Linked DNA regions of Mus musculus: region 1 is linked to region 2. The links are chromatin contacts, called in public HiChIP or PLAC-seq maps. All regions are on one chromosome and are shown on one strand. The core of a region is the stretch at or near the end of the contact, and the rest is flanking DNA. Distances in the headings are between cores, read along the strand shown. Region 1 overlaps Fhad1 (forkhead-associated (FHA) phosphopeptide binding domain 1). Region 2 overlaps Fbxo42 (F-box protein 42).

Region 1 (3,978 bases), core at 364-2,863, 800 kb before region 2:
TAAGTGCTGGAATTAACTTGCCACTACTGCCTAGCAAGTGTTTTCTCTTTTGATATTCTTTTCACAGTTACTCTAAACATGCACTTTCATCTTATCAAAACGCGGTGTCCATGGGTGATTTCACCCCACTCCCAGATGACACAGTGGTCACCAACGTCAACCCTTTAGCATCGCTGGCACCACAGAGACTTATGTAATGTAAGCACCAGGACCTACACCTCCCTCCACACTGACGCCCCAGAGGCACCCGCAATGCTGTCATACATTCAGTGTTCACACCCATGGGAGCTGCCTTCCCTACGTCCCTGGGTATCCATCCAGGATCCTTCTTCCTCTGCCTAAAATATATCCCTAAGGATTAAGTGTCTACTGATGGTAAAGTCTCTCGGGGGTACATGTGTGCATGCATGCATCTGTGTGTGTGTGTGTGTGTGTGTGTGTGTGTGTGTGTGTGTGTGTGTGTGAGAGAGAGAGAGAGAGAGAGAGAGAGAGAGAGAGAGAGAGAGACCCTCCTTTCTGCAACATACTTTAACGTGCATGGATTTCTCCATTGACTGATTTCCTTTAGCACTCTGTAGACCTATTGTTTTCCCAACTGTAAGTCTGTTACATAATTACTCTTACTACACAGTGGTTATTATGTAACCAATCTCCCTTGCCATTTGTTGAGATTTCCTTTCCCTTTGACTCGCAGCAACCGTGTAGCAACCTTGCCTGAGGTGGGCTCATTTTTCCTTACTTCCTTTGCATTCCTATGTGCTGCTTGCATCTTCCCCTTTATTTATTTTGTTTCATTTCATTTTTTTCCCATTAAGACTGGAGCCTGGGCTATGTACCGAACACAGAGAGAGGCTACTGCAGGCCTGTGACCACACTAGGTTTGTGGCCAGTTCTGCCTGTGACGGTCAGGGCTGTTTCTGGCATTGTGACAATCATTTCTGTCTGTTTTCTTAGCCCGCTCTATGATCTGAAAGCTGTTATGTCCATTTGACAGATGAAGACATGAGGTTTGAGGGAGCAACTCAGAGCAGAAACCATACACTCACTGAGGGGTAAAAACCAAGCTAGAAGCCTCATTTATGGGGCTCATCATTACGGCACTACCACTAGCCACATGTGACTATTGAAACTGAAATTAAATTCATTTCCAAATTCTCAATCCTCCATATTCATATTTAAAAATAAAATGGTATTTTTAAATTCAACTGAAAATCCACCTCCTCCACTGAGCCAGGATGTAAATTTAAAACCCAGTGTCCCTAAGCACTTGTCACATACATCCACACAGGGCCAGTCAGCAGGCAGCCCAGACTTTGGCCATCTAGGCCTTATGAGAGGAAGCTGATTCAGACCCTGTTGCTCATGTCTGAGTGGGTCTCAGCGGTACCATCAAGAATGTTCTAGAAGGAAATAGATCTGAGGCAAGGAGACCCAAGGTTACCAGTGCCCAGTCTGAGGTCTAATCCAGGGTAGGGACCTCTGAGGGCTGAATCCACTCCTAAGCATCTCTTCTCTGTGGCAATGACAGAAGGACAGGGCAGGCAGGACACTTGAGGGCCAGGGTGGAGCTGTGGCTGTGGCTGTGGCTGAGGCTGACTCTGAGGCTTTGGGCTGGGAACCAGGGCGGAGCAGGCCCAAGGCCAGACATTGAAGTCCCTCCCTCCTTAGAGCTGGGAGGACCTTCAGGGCGAGCAATAAAAACCAAAGCGGACTTCTCAGGCAGCCTGAGTGTGAGGGGCTCTTCGCTGCCCCACAGGGCTCTGGACAAAGTGCTGAAGGGTTTGGGGTGTGTATTTGTGGCACACTCCTCTCCAGACCCCAATAAGAGGCTCGTGAGTCTGCTTCAGCATGAAACACCTTCCTTTAAAGGTGTACCCCAACCTCTAATACAGGTTAGAGCCATGGTCCCCAGGGAAGTGGGACAGGAAGAGAAAGGGACCGATGTGGGAGAGAGAAGGAGGGGTAGCGAGGAGTGGGCGTGTTCTGAATACATTATAAACGTGTATGAACATGCCCATCCTGTCTAACATCTAATTTGGAAAAACTAGTTATGAACGGAGATGCAGTGCATCCAATGGCCAGCAGAGGGTAGAATTGAGCACTTTCCCCGCTTACAGGGAGGGAATGAGTAGCCACGCCCCAGACCCCCCATCCCTTTTGAATGCCTTCTGCAAGTTCCATCTCTTTGAAAGTCTTGCTTGGCTGACCTCCCTGAGTGGTCCCCACTAATGACGTATTCTGGACAGTATTCCTAATAACAATATTTACGAAGCCCCCCGTGGACTTAGGGTATGAGAATAATGGAGAAAGGTTTATCTTGCAGTTTTACTTGTGACAGCTAACACTAACACACACGTAGACGTTATAAAAATCTCACCACTTCTCCAAACACTCTTAACCCCATGGTAACTCGAGGCGGTCCTAGAAACATTGCCCTCCCCCACCCCCCAAAGACCGAGTCACAGACCAACAAAACAAGCCTCTGAAGTCACATGACCTATTAGGGACTGCCCTCGGATTCAGGCCTGGGGTAGGACTAACTCAGCCGGGCCCAGGGAGTAAAGCCTGGTGCTTGGCCCCAGGGGACGAAGCCTCATAAGCCAGCTTCCTCACCAGACTCACTTTTGCCCCCTGCCACGTGGGCTGCTGCTCCTGCACGTCCCTCTGGGACACCCCCGCCCCCAGGCCATTAAACCTCATGGAGGGCTCCCCCACAGACCGCCCGCCTCACGGCCGCATTAACAGCAGCCAGCACATGCTTTGGTCATCCTTTCAGGTCGAAGAGAAGCTTCAGGAAGATTCCAGAAGGAAATTGCTTCAGCTGCAAGAAATGGGGAACAGAGAGAACCTCATTAAAATCAATTTGGAAAGGGCAGTAGGCCAGGTAGGAGCGTTCCATGGCCCTCCTTGCTGGGTCTCCTACACCAGGCAGCCAAGTCTGGTGTCAGGATGGGGCGAGGTGGAGTGGGGCGTGATGCCTGGGTGTTCCACCCATCAACAGCTGGGATGTCCTCACTCCAATAGTGTGCTGTGACTGTGACCCAAGACCCTGGCCAGGCAGCCAACCCTGCCCCGGGGCTGCCTGTTCCCCCCTTCTTCCCCCTGGAGAGTTTCTCCTATTGCTTTCAGTGTAGGCATTTTCCCTGGTCTTTCCTCCCCCAAGAGCCCCCCGCAGAGTCTCAGTGGCCATAAGGAAATGCCTCTTTTTTTTAAGTAAGTGAGCTCTGAGTGTCCAAAGTCCATGCTAGACAGAGATGATCCTGGGAAGGGTAGTGAGAGTCCTCGCCTGGCTGGGCAGGAGGGCGCTTTTTCCATCGCTCTGGCCCAAGATGGCCAATGGGCCTTCCACTGTGCAGGATATAAAATGATGTAAGACTTTACCAAGGGCTTGGGGAGAGCCAATGAAAAGCCAAGCACAGAGGCCTTAAAAGCTCTCCAGGACAGCTACTCTGGATTCTCCCTGGGCATCTCTGCTGACACCCCACCTGATGGTGTTCAAGACACACTCTGTGTTCCGAGATGTTTGGCTTCTGTGTCTGGGGGTGGGGTGGGGAACGTCTACTATAACCACTTAGCAGGGTCTCAGAAGGGCTGTGAGTCACCTCAAAAATGCTAAGGACCATAATTCCATATTATCCCGCACCAAGTTCACACAATTTCTATTTCTTTTCTGATCTGAGCTGTAACCAGGTTGTATAAGCAGGCTTGGTCCCCGCACTCGGGACATGGAGAGGTATACTCACTCCATCAAGTGGTGCTGATCACTGGACAGCTGTTCAACTTATCATCAAATAGCACATTACAGCTGTGATTTCTCTAGTAGATCCTCAGTCCCTTGTCCCCTCACACAGTCCCTAGACTGCTCCTTCATCTCCATTGCTCTCTTATAGTCCCCCCTCCCCAAATATACCTGAACTGAGAGCATGGTCTGTGCTCCTTGTCCAAAGGCCTTCATGTCAGCTCCAAGCTGGGTCACCT
Region 2 (3,757 bases), core at 138-2,637:
CCATGTGTGCCACATGTGTACCTGGTGCCTGTGGAGATGAGAGTATCAGATCCCCTGGGACTGGAGTTACAGACGGCAGTGAGCCCCATGTAAGCTCTGGGAACAAAACCCAGGCCCTCTGCAAGAGTAACCAGTGCTCTTAACTGCTGAGCCACCTCCCCAGGCCCAGTGTTTTGTTTTTTAAGGCAGGAAGGTAATATGTAGCTGAGGCTGGCCACAAATTTACATTGATCTGCATGTCTCTGCCTCACAAGTGCTGGGATTAGTGGCATGTACTACCATGCCTGGCTAGGAACAAAGTCCTTACTGATGAAGTTAATGATACAGACTAGTTGTAGCGTACAACCTTGAAATGCTGAATGCTAAGGATTCCAGTGTGAGTGTGATAATCGTGAAATGTATAATTGGCCTTTCTTCTGTTTCCTGGCATACAACTTCTAAAAACAGGAGAATTTCCAAAGTAGAATCTTTCTGTACTAATAGTTAACTGACAACTGGCAGCCCTAGGAGCTTCAGGATTAGGACTGACCACGAGAAAGATTAAAGCATGATTAAAGAGTCAGACTATCAGGCCAACCCTCCAATTGCTAACTTGATCACCAATAGCCAATGATTTGATCAATCAAACTCAAAAAAGCACTAAGCACTGAGCGTGGTGGTTCACACCTTTAATCCCAGCACTTGGGAGGCAGAGGCAGGTGAACTTCTGAGTTCCAGGCCAGCCTGGTCTACAGACTGAGTTCCAGGACAGCCAGGGCTACACAGAGAAACCCTGTCTTGAAAAACAAAAGAAAACAAAACAAAAGGCACTAAGCATGGTGTACAAACCTGTAACCCCAGTTCTTAGGAGGCTGAGGCAGGAGGATCAGGAACTCAAAGCCATGCTTACCTACAAAACAGAGTTTAAGGCCATCCTGGGCCACATAATATTCTGCCTAAGACACACAGAAACACACCAAGAACTCTGGGTCTGGGGAGACTGCAGGCGGCTACTGTGAATGTAGAACATCTTGAGGTGTGCCCGAAGGGCATGGAGGCTCACTGCAGGCACCCCCATTTATCCACAGCCTGCAGTGTGTGAGTGTGTGTGCCTGTGTGGCTTGTGCATGTACAGGGAGCCCGGAGCAGGCTTCTCCTCCATCCTGCTCTGCCTCACTCCTTTGAGACAGGGTTGCTACTGACCCTGTTTTTGACTAGGCTGACAGTCAGGCCCCTGTGGATCACATCGCGTTTGCAGGTCTCCATGGTGCAGCAGCAGTCACCTGGCACCCCAGCACCTCACAGTATCTTTTATAATACGGTAGTAAATATGGAGTTTAGAACAAAGAGCACATGTAGTGTTTGTGGACGTTCTATGACCCAAAGAGGAAGTCATGAGACACCAGCCTTTCTGCTGGCATCTGGAGTGGGGTCACTGTGACAGTGCTGAATCCTCAAGCTCAGGATTTGAAGCTACCTCCAGGTGGTGTCAGAATTAAATGCATTACTGAGCCAGAGGACACCTAACTGATGGATTCTGCTGCTTGGTTAGGGGGCTGAGGGGGTGAGGAGATGGACTCCTGTAATCTCAGCAGTATGGAAGCTGTGACAAAAGAGCTTGAGTTCTAGGCCAGTCTGGGCAATACACAGCAAGTATAAAGCCAGCCTAAATTACTTTAGAAACACTCTTGCAACAAACAAAAAAATAAAATTACCAGACAGTATTTACCATGCTGTGCCCAGGGGCTTACCCACAGTGAGGTCAGTGGCCTTTCCCACAGATTTCATTCCCTCAGACATTCTTGGATCTCTTGCCTCTGTCCTTGTTAGCCATCCATGTGTCTGAACTATCCCTCTCTACTTGGGAATGTGGCAGGATCCTCGGCTAATGGAGTTGTCCTTCTAACCTCTGTCACCTTAGGCAGGAGAGCCATCATCTTGGGGCTACATGAACACTTGAGCGGGCGGCCTACAACAACAGGCCTATCATATAGACAGCTTCTGCTTCTCACTGCCTCACGAGTTAGACTCTACCCACTGATCACCTGCCTAATTAAAACCCACATCTCTTTCCTCATCACTATGGTTTCCAATGAAGCAGAGAGCAAGGCAATAAATAGCAGGAGAAACTAAGATGTAATACACAGCCAGAATTTTGCTCCAAGGTAACAAGAAAGCCTCAAGATACAGAGTCTAGCCATGCTTTAATCCCAGGACCTGGGAGAGGGACATAGGTGAATCTCTGTCAGGTCTATACAGTAACTTCTAAAACTGTCAGGGCTACACAGAGAGACCCTGTTTCAAACAAAACAAAATACAACCAACAAAAAGTTATCATGTCCAGCAAGTGGCTCATGTTGTATTCCCCAGGACCAAGGACTGCTGCAAATTCAAGACCAGTTTTGTATACATAATGTATTCCAGTCCAGCTGGGGCTATCGAGTGAGACTCTCCCAAAAACAAAGCCAAAGGTATCATGTCTAGATACATAGAAAGTGCCATTACAACCGTCCTCAATGTCCTGCATCACCCCAGAATATATTCCCCAGGTGGGAAACAGGAATGACTACAGTCGGTAATGCTGCGACTGAGGCCTAAGGGTCAGCATTACACTAACTTCCCTCTGTGCTGGCCACAGTGGGGGTCACCTGACAACCAAGCCTGAGGACTGAGTTCTAACAACAGGACTCACGTGGTGGAAGAAGAGAACCAACTCCCAAAGGCTGTTCAATGGCATCCCACATTCACACACTCTCAAAAAATGTAATACATTTTAGAAATAAATATTTGGACAAGGGGCAAATATGAGAAGGTAAAATGATACATACTATGAAAATGTCAAAATGAAATCCCAGTACTTTACATGTTACCTAAAAACTTTAAAAAAGAGAAAAGAAAGTAAAGAAGGAAGGCAGGCAGGCGGACAAAGCACTTACCAAAGCAAAGGGCCCTGGATTCCATACTAGCACCTAAGACAGATGAACAGTCATGATAAATTCTTTAAAGAACCCACAACTAAGAATATGCTCTACTAAAAATAAATACTCCTAATTTTGTTTTTTTGTTTTGTTTTTTTGTTTTTTGAGACAAGGTTTCTCTGTGTAGCCCTGTCTGTCCCAGAACTCACTCTAGAGCAGAGTGAAGCCTCAGACTCAGAGATCCGATGCCTCTGCCTCCAGAGTCTGGGCTCACAAGCGTCTGCAGTGTCCAGCATGCTCCTGATTTCACTCCTTCTCATTTACCACTCCAGCGTAGTTTACAAATGCTTTTTTTTTTTTGGCTTTTCAAGACAGGGTTTCTCTGTGTAGCCCTGGCTGTCCTGGAACTCTGTAGACCAGGCTGGCCTGGAACTCAGAAATCCGCCTGCCTCTGCCTCCCAAGTGCTGGGATTAAAGGCGTGTGCCACCACTGCCTGGCCAGTTTACAAATTCTGTCATCAAGCTGACATGTTCCCACCGCAATGCCATATAAGAGAAGGATGATACACAGCTAGGACTGAAGGCCTTAACTATCATGCTTTTGTTTGTGTATTTTGTTGTTGTCTGTGAAGCCACTAATTCTCCATACTCCTGTCTTGGCTTCCCAAGTCTAGAATTATGGAGAGATGACACATTTAGTCCTGGTACATGATTAAAGTTAAAAACCACAAGTCAAAGCTTGAAATGGGACAGGGTTTAGTTCAGTGGTTAAGCACTTCCCCTCTATATTGAAGGCCCCAAGTTCAATCCTAAGCAGCTAAGAAAATGAGAACAAAACCAGAAAACACCTTCAACAGGAG

The links. HiChIP or PLAC-seq counts read pairs in DNA pulled down with a chosen protein or histone mark.
Region 1: an H3K27ac HiChIP or PLAC-seq map of microglia shows a contact between it and region 2, with 4 times the contacts expected there. The contact joins two enhancer-like sites. A contact is called at or near these places in 2 of 115 datasets of contacts at active chromatin or transcription factors (bone marrow-derived macrophages and microglia).

Annotation. Positions count from the first base shown.
Region 1 is chr4:141,956,481-141,960,458 of GRCm38.p6, reverse strand. Fhad1 (forkhead-associated (FHA) phosphopeptide binding domain 1) reads left to right here. Exons shown (of 32, transcript NM_177868.4): 10 at 2,777-2,884. Among named protein-coding and RNA genes, the nearest start is that of Fhad1os1, 25 kb to the left of the region's middle. Within about 2 kb of position 1,613, at least 132 of the 459 cell types and tissues checked have an H3K27ac peak or open chromatin away from gene starts, as enhancers often do. A contact at or near this core is called in bone marrow-derived macrophages and microglia, where this site is marked.
Region 2 is chr4:141,155,336-141,159,092 of GRCm38.p6, reverse strand. The region is part of intron 1 of Fbxo42 (F-box protein 42); the gene reads right to left. Among named protein-coding and RNA genes, the nearest start is that of Fbxo42, 9.3 kb to the right of the region's middle. Within about 2 kb of position 1,387, at least 53 of the 459 cell types and tissues checked have an H3K27ac peak or open chromatin away from gene starts, as enhancers often do. A contact at or near this core is called in bone marrow-derived macrophages and microglia, where this site is marked.